Linked DNA regions of Mus musculus: region 2 is linked to region 1. Evidence: chromatin contacts called from public Hi-C data. All regions are on one chromosome and are shown on one strand. The core of a region is the stretch at or near the end of the contact, and the rest is flanking DNA. Distances in the headings are between cores, read along the strand shown.

Region 1 (2,884 bases), core at 241-2,740:
CTTTGCTCGAGGAGCGTGGCTCCCCGCTGAGCTGCTTCACCCAGGTTTAGTATTTCTCAGGAGCTCAGGCTTCATCAGAATCTTTATGAAGTTCCAGCTACGAACATTCTGTTTAACAACTTCAAGGGCCCCATGGCTCTGGGCTTCATGGGGAAGGAGGCAAACGGAGCAGTTAGTGAGTTAGTGAGTGTGCCTCCTGATGTTCTCATGTGCACTAGGGTCCTTCTACCTGTGGACCTCGTGGACCTCGGTCACTGGGGTGCAGCTGAGCCAGCAAAGCTCTGCTAGCGGCCATCAGGCTGTAGCAGGGCTTTTGTACCACCAACAAGCAACTTCTTTTTTATTTTTAGGGCCAAACCGAACTTAGAGAATGGAATTCTTTAAATGGAATTCTTGAAAGTTCTTTTTTTGTTGTTCCCCTGTTAACACACAGCCAGGATTCACTCACTCTTGTCCTGGCTCTCTTGAAATAGCTCCAGACTTCCCTTCATTTAGTGCAGTTCCAAGTTCAAAGTGAATTCAAATTAATTTACCTTTAAATATTTTAGTGCTTGGTTTTCGTGGCCAGCTTAAGCCCCTTCAAAACCTTGTTTGGGGACTGGGCATTGTAATCCTAGGATTCTGAGAGACTGAATTTTAGAGGATTGTGAATTCAAGAGTAGGCTGGGCTACCTAGTAGGTCCATGTCTGGAAAACAGATACAAGCTGACAAAGTGCTTGCTCACCAGGGCAGTGTGTGTAAGTGTGCTCAAACCCTCCTCTGACTTGAGGCAGTTTGGATGACGGCTACCTGTGACTGGGCAAGGGAGTTCCTACCAGGCTGTGGTCAAACAAACTTCCCAGCTTCCTACGATCCAGTGGGTGGAGACCCAAAAAGAAGGTGGGGAACAGGCTGATGGAGGGAGGGGGGCTGTAAGGGGGTGGGGACCAGGAGGAGGAGGAGAAGAAGGAAGTAGGCCACCTTGGTTAAATTAGCATTTTCTTTCAGCATCTGTAGCATAGGGGAATGAAAATAACCCATCCCTGCCATCCACACCTCCCATCCCTGCGCTCTGTCCTCTGCCTTGCCCCTTAACCTTGAGGCCTCTGTTTCCTGAGAAAGCCCATAGGAAGACCAAAAATCTACCTTGTGTTTTTGGCACCTTGGTGATTTCAAAATTCAGTGAGTTTTTCCACCACTCCCCTTTTCTCTTTCAAGGGAAAAAGCAGCCTTTGGATGGATCCCTGTTGCTTAGTGACTGGGCTTTTTGTGTAGATGGCTTTTGAGGGACAAAACCGGGAAGGCTGAGGTGCGGAGGGAGAATGTGGGGGGCACAAAGTGCCCCGCACCAGCCCTGGCGAGGTTTTCAGTGGGGTTGGGGCAGCCCTTGAGGCAGTAGAGCGGCTGTGATGTGTGGAGGGGCTTTTCCTGTCTCTTGCTGGGTTGGTTATGCGAGGAAAGTTGCCTGTCCCCTTAGAGGCCAGCGAGACACCAGGCGGCTTGCCCAGGCCCTTGTTGACTTGGCCCAGTTTAGGTAGCTTGTCAGTGTTCACTAAAACCAGAGCTGCGGCGCTCCCGAGGTCTCCAAAGGCGGTGACCTGAAATGCTTGGGGGGCAGTAGCTTTTTACAGAGGGGATTCATGCAGTGACACCGTCGTATGTAAATAGTGTCGCGCTCTGTCACGTGGCGCCGACTTCCTTGACCATTAGTCATTTGTAGAATTTGAGTCCTCAATGTAGTGATATTAATAAACTTTGTTAATAATTAATTCTTTTGGCTCAGTATTCATGGTAAACACGAGGACCATGTTCCTGATAAGGGAGCGTGTGCAGAGACTCGCCTCTCTGGCTTTGCTGGTGGATAAGACTTCACAAGGGGCCCTACCCTGGTGGCACACTAACATAGGAAGGGGATGGAAGTGAATCTGAGACCTCGGGCGTCTGTGGAGCTGATTCTAATGTTGGAAATGCGGGGTAAAGTTCCTTCCAAAGGTGATAGGAGTGGGGCAGGTGTGAGAATGAACCTTGCTGAATTTTGCAGTTACAGAGTCTGCCTTGGAGTTTAGGAGATTTTGTTCATAACAGCAAAGTTAAAACATTGGTTTACTTCCTCTTAACTCTCAAAATATGGAACATGAAAGGGTCCCCTTTGGGCTTTTAGGACTACCTGGTCTCTGTAGCCTAGGCTGGTCTTGAATTCACTATATTGTTCCAGTGCCTTTGAGCTAATGTGAGCTTCCTGCTTCTGCTCCCAACTCCTGGGATGCAGGTGTGAGCTTGCGTGCTAGCTTGAGATGCTCAGCTCACGTTGTACCTGTAGATGCCCATAAAGTTGTCAGCAGTCCCCTGGAGACACCTGTGTAGGATGAAAGCGACAAGTGCCAGGCTGGCTGCCAGGTGGGAATGGTGGGCCCTTTGAAACACATAGCTCTGGGACATTCTGGACCAGTGACAACCTCTTACTTGTAAGATTCTAGAATTATACCAAGAACTTCCAAGCACCTTTCGGCTTTAAATAAATAAGGAAGGAAACCTGGCACCAGCGCTACTCTGTGCACCTGGGCCAGAGCTGAAGCTCGCCTCTCAAGTCTGTCAGGCCTGGAGGGATGGGGTTGGTAATCCATCGGCCACTGAATAAAAATGGCCCCCATAGGCCCACAGAGAGCAGCACTGTTAGGAAGTGTGGCCTTGTTGGAGGAAGTGTCTCTGTCCCTTCCTGTTGCCTTGACCTCAGGGGTCAGGGTGCGCCTTTAGAAATAAATCATTAGCTGGGTGAACTTTTGGTCTTATTAGAGAGGACTCCGGATAGTTTGTCAAACTAACTCAATAAACCAACCACTCACTGTACTACTCACTGTAAATATCCCTTTCGACACATGTCTTAGTTAGGGTTCCGCTGCTGTG
Region 2 (2,810 bases), core at 306-2,805, 470 kb before region 1:
ATGCAAAAGGCACTTTGAATGTAAACATTTTTTTCAGGGCTCTTGTTTTGTGAGACCAGATTGAAAGCAGGGCAGTAATTAGCATGTTAGGATGGCAGAAAGGGTTTTAAAGAAGGTGTGCACGCAGATGTCCCCCGCTGAATGAGGGGATGCAAACAACCCTCTGCAATCAAATGATTGCTAAATAAAACTTGTTTCTCGGGTGGGCATCGGTGTAGACGATACATCAGGAAATCTGGAAAAATGGATGTACCCAGGCTCCCGAACAGCCAAGGTCTCTGTACAAGTAAGCCTTAAATATTCTGTAAAAACTCCAATTAATTTCAAGCGCTAACAGCCTGGCTAAGATGGAAATTCTTCAGCAATTAGCCTCATTCCCAACAGGATCAAATGCAAGCAGCAGCCAAGGCAGTTTAGCGCCCAAGCTCGGGGTGTGTTCAACGGGAAAACTGCTGAGTGCTGAGTGTGAGCTCTGTACAGCGCTGATATTCCATACACGGCCCTGTGGGTGGGCACTTTCATACATGTGAACACACACACACACACACACACACACACATGGGTGGGCATTTGTGCCCACCGGTGGGTATTTTCTGGAAACAGATGCACCCTGTTTAAATCCAAAGTTTTGCTTCCGAAAAAAATTGGAGGTAAATTGAATTTTTTAAAAAAAAATTTGTTTTTAAATTGTATTCTCACATGCCCCCAGGAGGTTCGTATCTCGGGGAACCCTGTCATGAATATTCTTGCAAGTAAAGAACTGTTTCATGATGAATTGAAAAGCACCTCTAAGTCACCTGCAGCACTGTCTTTGCTTTGTCATTTGGAAGTTGTTTTGAGACACTTTAAAAATAAAACAAAACCACTTTTCCTCTTTGAATATTTAATTTCAAAATATCATATTTTCTTTTTTAATCTGTTCTGGGATTCATTTAACTTATTTACTCTCCCCACCCCGAGAACACAATGCCAGTTCTGGAATGGAACCAAAGGGCTAAGTGATCTGAATTTCCTGTGAGAATTTCTTTTATTTACAGTCAAATTTTAGGAACTCCTATGAGCTATTTGGTAGGGAATACGTACATTTTTGGATTTATTGAGAAGGAAAGAATTCCTATATGGGAGGGAGGGTATAAGCAACATGATATTGCAGCTCACCCCAGTCAGGCAGGATAGAGTCAGGGACATATGTGTCAACGAGACAATCTACTGGAGACATTTGCTATAGCTTCAGTGGGCTGTGTAATAGTTCACAGTTGAGTTAAGGATCCCAAACTTTCTTGATCCATGAATTTGTTAGTCTTGGACAGTTCTCATAGTGTCTCTTGGCCAAACAAAATACCCAACAGCTCATTTATTAAGTAGTTAGGTTCAAACAATTCCTAAGTAGCTGCCTTTGTGAGCTAGTAGGAATTTGAAGAAAACAAAACTAAGAGTTAAAAAACAAAAGTGTACATTTATTTTTAAACCACAATTCCTTAGGAAAGGTTATGCATATCTGTCAGGCCCTGTGGAACTTCAAGTCTCAGGGTCAGACTGGATGCTTCCAATTGCACAACTTAACCTCTATTACCTACCTTACAGTGTTTGCCTTTTATGTCCCCAAACTCAACCTTAGAGAGAGATGACATCATCAAAAGGAATGTAGCGCCACCTAATGTTGAAACTGTGAACTACTTCAAGGTACCAGTGTGTTGGGGGTACGGGGGAGTTGGAAAATCACCAACTACTCCATGTTTTACTCTAAAATTCCAAAATATCCTCTATGGAGTAACTGTGGTACGCTGGGGTGGGAACTACAAAGTTAAACGGTAAAAAGGGACTTTGCATTTTTCTGAGTGATGGAGTCCCGTGCTGAGATGTCAGAGAGCAGGTGTGCGCACATGCACACGCACACATACTCAGTGCCTAGCACTAAGTGGTGGTTTCTTACTGTAACACAGAATTGAATCTATACCAGCTTTGATGTATACCTTATCTTCAGATGAGAGCGGTGACACCCCAGATAGCTCGCCCTTTGAGAATGCTTGTATGACAATCTCCATGCAAAGGCATTAAAAACCATGTTAAATTTCAGTTTTGCCCACATGTTTCTACGATTAGGTGACTTGTTTAGTTTGTATAAACTAGAACCTTCTTATGTGACTACTGTTTTGTGTTGTAACATAACCTAGTATCCAATACCAACACGGCCACGGAATTAACCATTATAGATGCCTATCGGTTGCTAATGAAAAAAAATACCAGGTATCTAAGCACAATGGCTGGAAGGTATTGATACGCTGCACTAAAAGTTAAATATTAAGTGGTTAGATACTAGACATTAAACACTTGCTTTGTGAAGAGACCCTCGAAGCATTAACTCGGGATGTTGAGTAGCAATTACAGATGGTGCCCTCCAGTAAGCAGAAAGTGGGGGTTTTTCTTCTGAGAGATGGCCCCGCTCCTAGTCTCTCTACAAAACGGCGACTCTCTACAAAGCCTCTGACTTCTCTGTACATGGCCACTGCTGACCCAACTGCCGAGTGAGTCCACAAGACTGGGTTTGCTATTATCTCAGACTTTCCCTTTTCCCATTTCAGGTCTTTATTTGAGGTGGATGGTGGGTAGAGAAGGGATTGAAACAGGCTCTCACTATGTAGCCAGGCTGACCTGGAACTCACTATGCAGCCAGGCTGGCTTGGAACTATGGCCGTCCTCTTGTCTGTCTCCCTAGGACTGGAATGACAGGTGTGTGTGCTACCAAGACTAGCCTTTTTTGTTTTTTTTCTTTTTCTTTTTGTTTTAAAACCAACTCTGGTCAACTATGA

What was found. A called contact is a pair of places that touch in the nucleus more often than the background predicts.
Region 2: a Hi-C map of liver shows a contact between it and region 1, with 2.8 times the contacts expected there. The contact joins two enhancer-like sites.

The regions. Positions count from the first base shown.
Region 1 is chr13:113,601,882-113,604,765 of GRCm38.p6, reverse strand. All of the region lies in intron 1 of Snx18 (sorting nexin 18), which reads left to right. Among named protein-coding and RNA genes, the nearest start is that of Snx18, 15 kb to the left of the region's middle. Within about 2 kb of position 1,490, at least 63 of the 459 cell types and tissues checked have an H3K27ac peak or open chromatin away from gene starts, as enhancers often do. A contact at or near this core is called in liver, where this site is marked.
Region 2 is chr13:114,075,011-114,077,820 of GRCm38.p6, reverse strand. All of the region lies in intron 4 of Arl15 (ADP-ribosylation factor-like 15), which reads right to left. Among named protein-coding and RNA genes, the nearest start is that of A430090L17Rik, 75 kb to the left of the region's middle. Within about 2 kb of position 1,555, at least 13 of the 459 cell types and tissues checked have an H3K27ac peak or open chromatin away from gene starts, as enhancers often do. A contact at or near this core is called in liver, where this site is marked.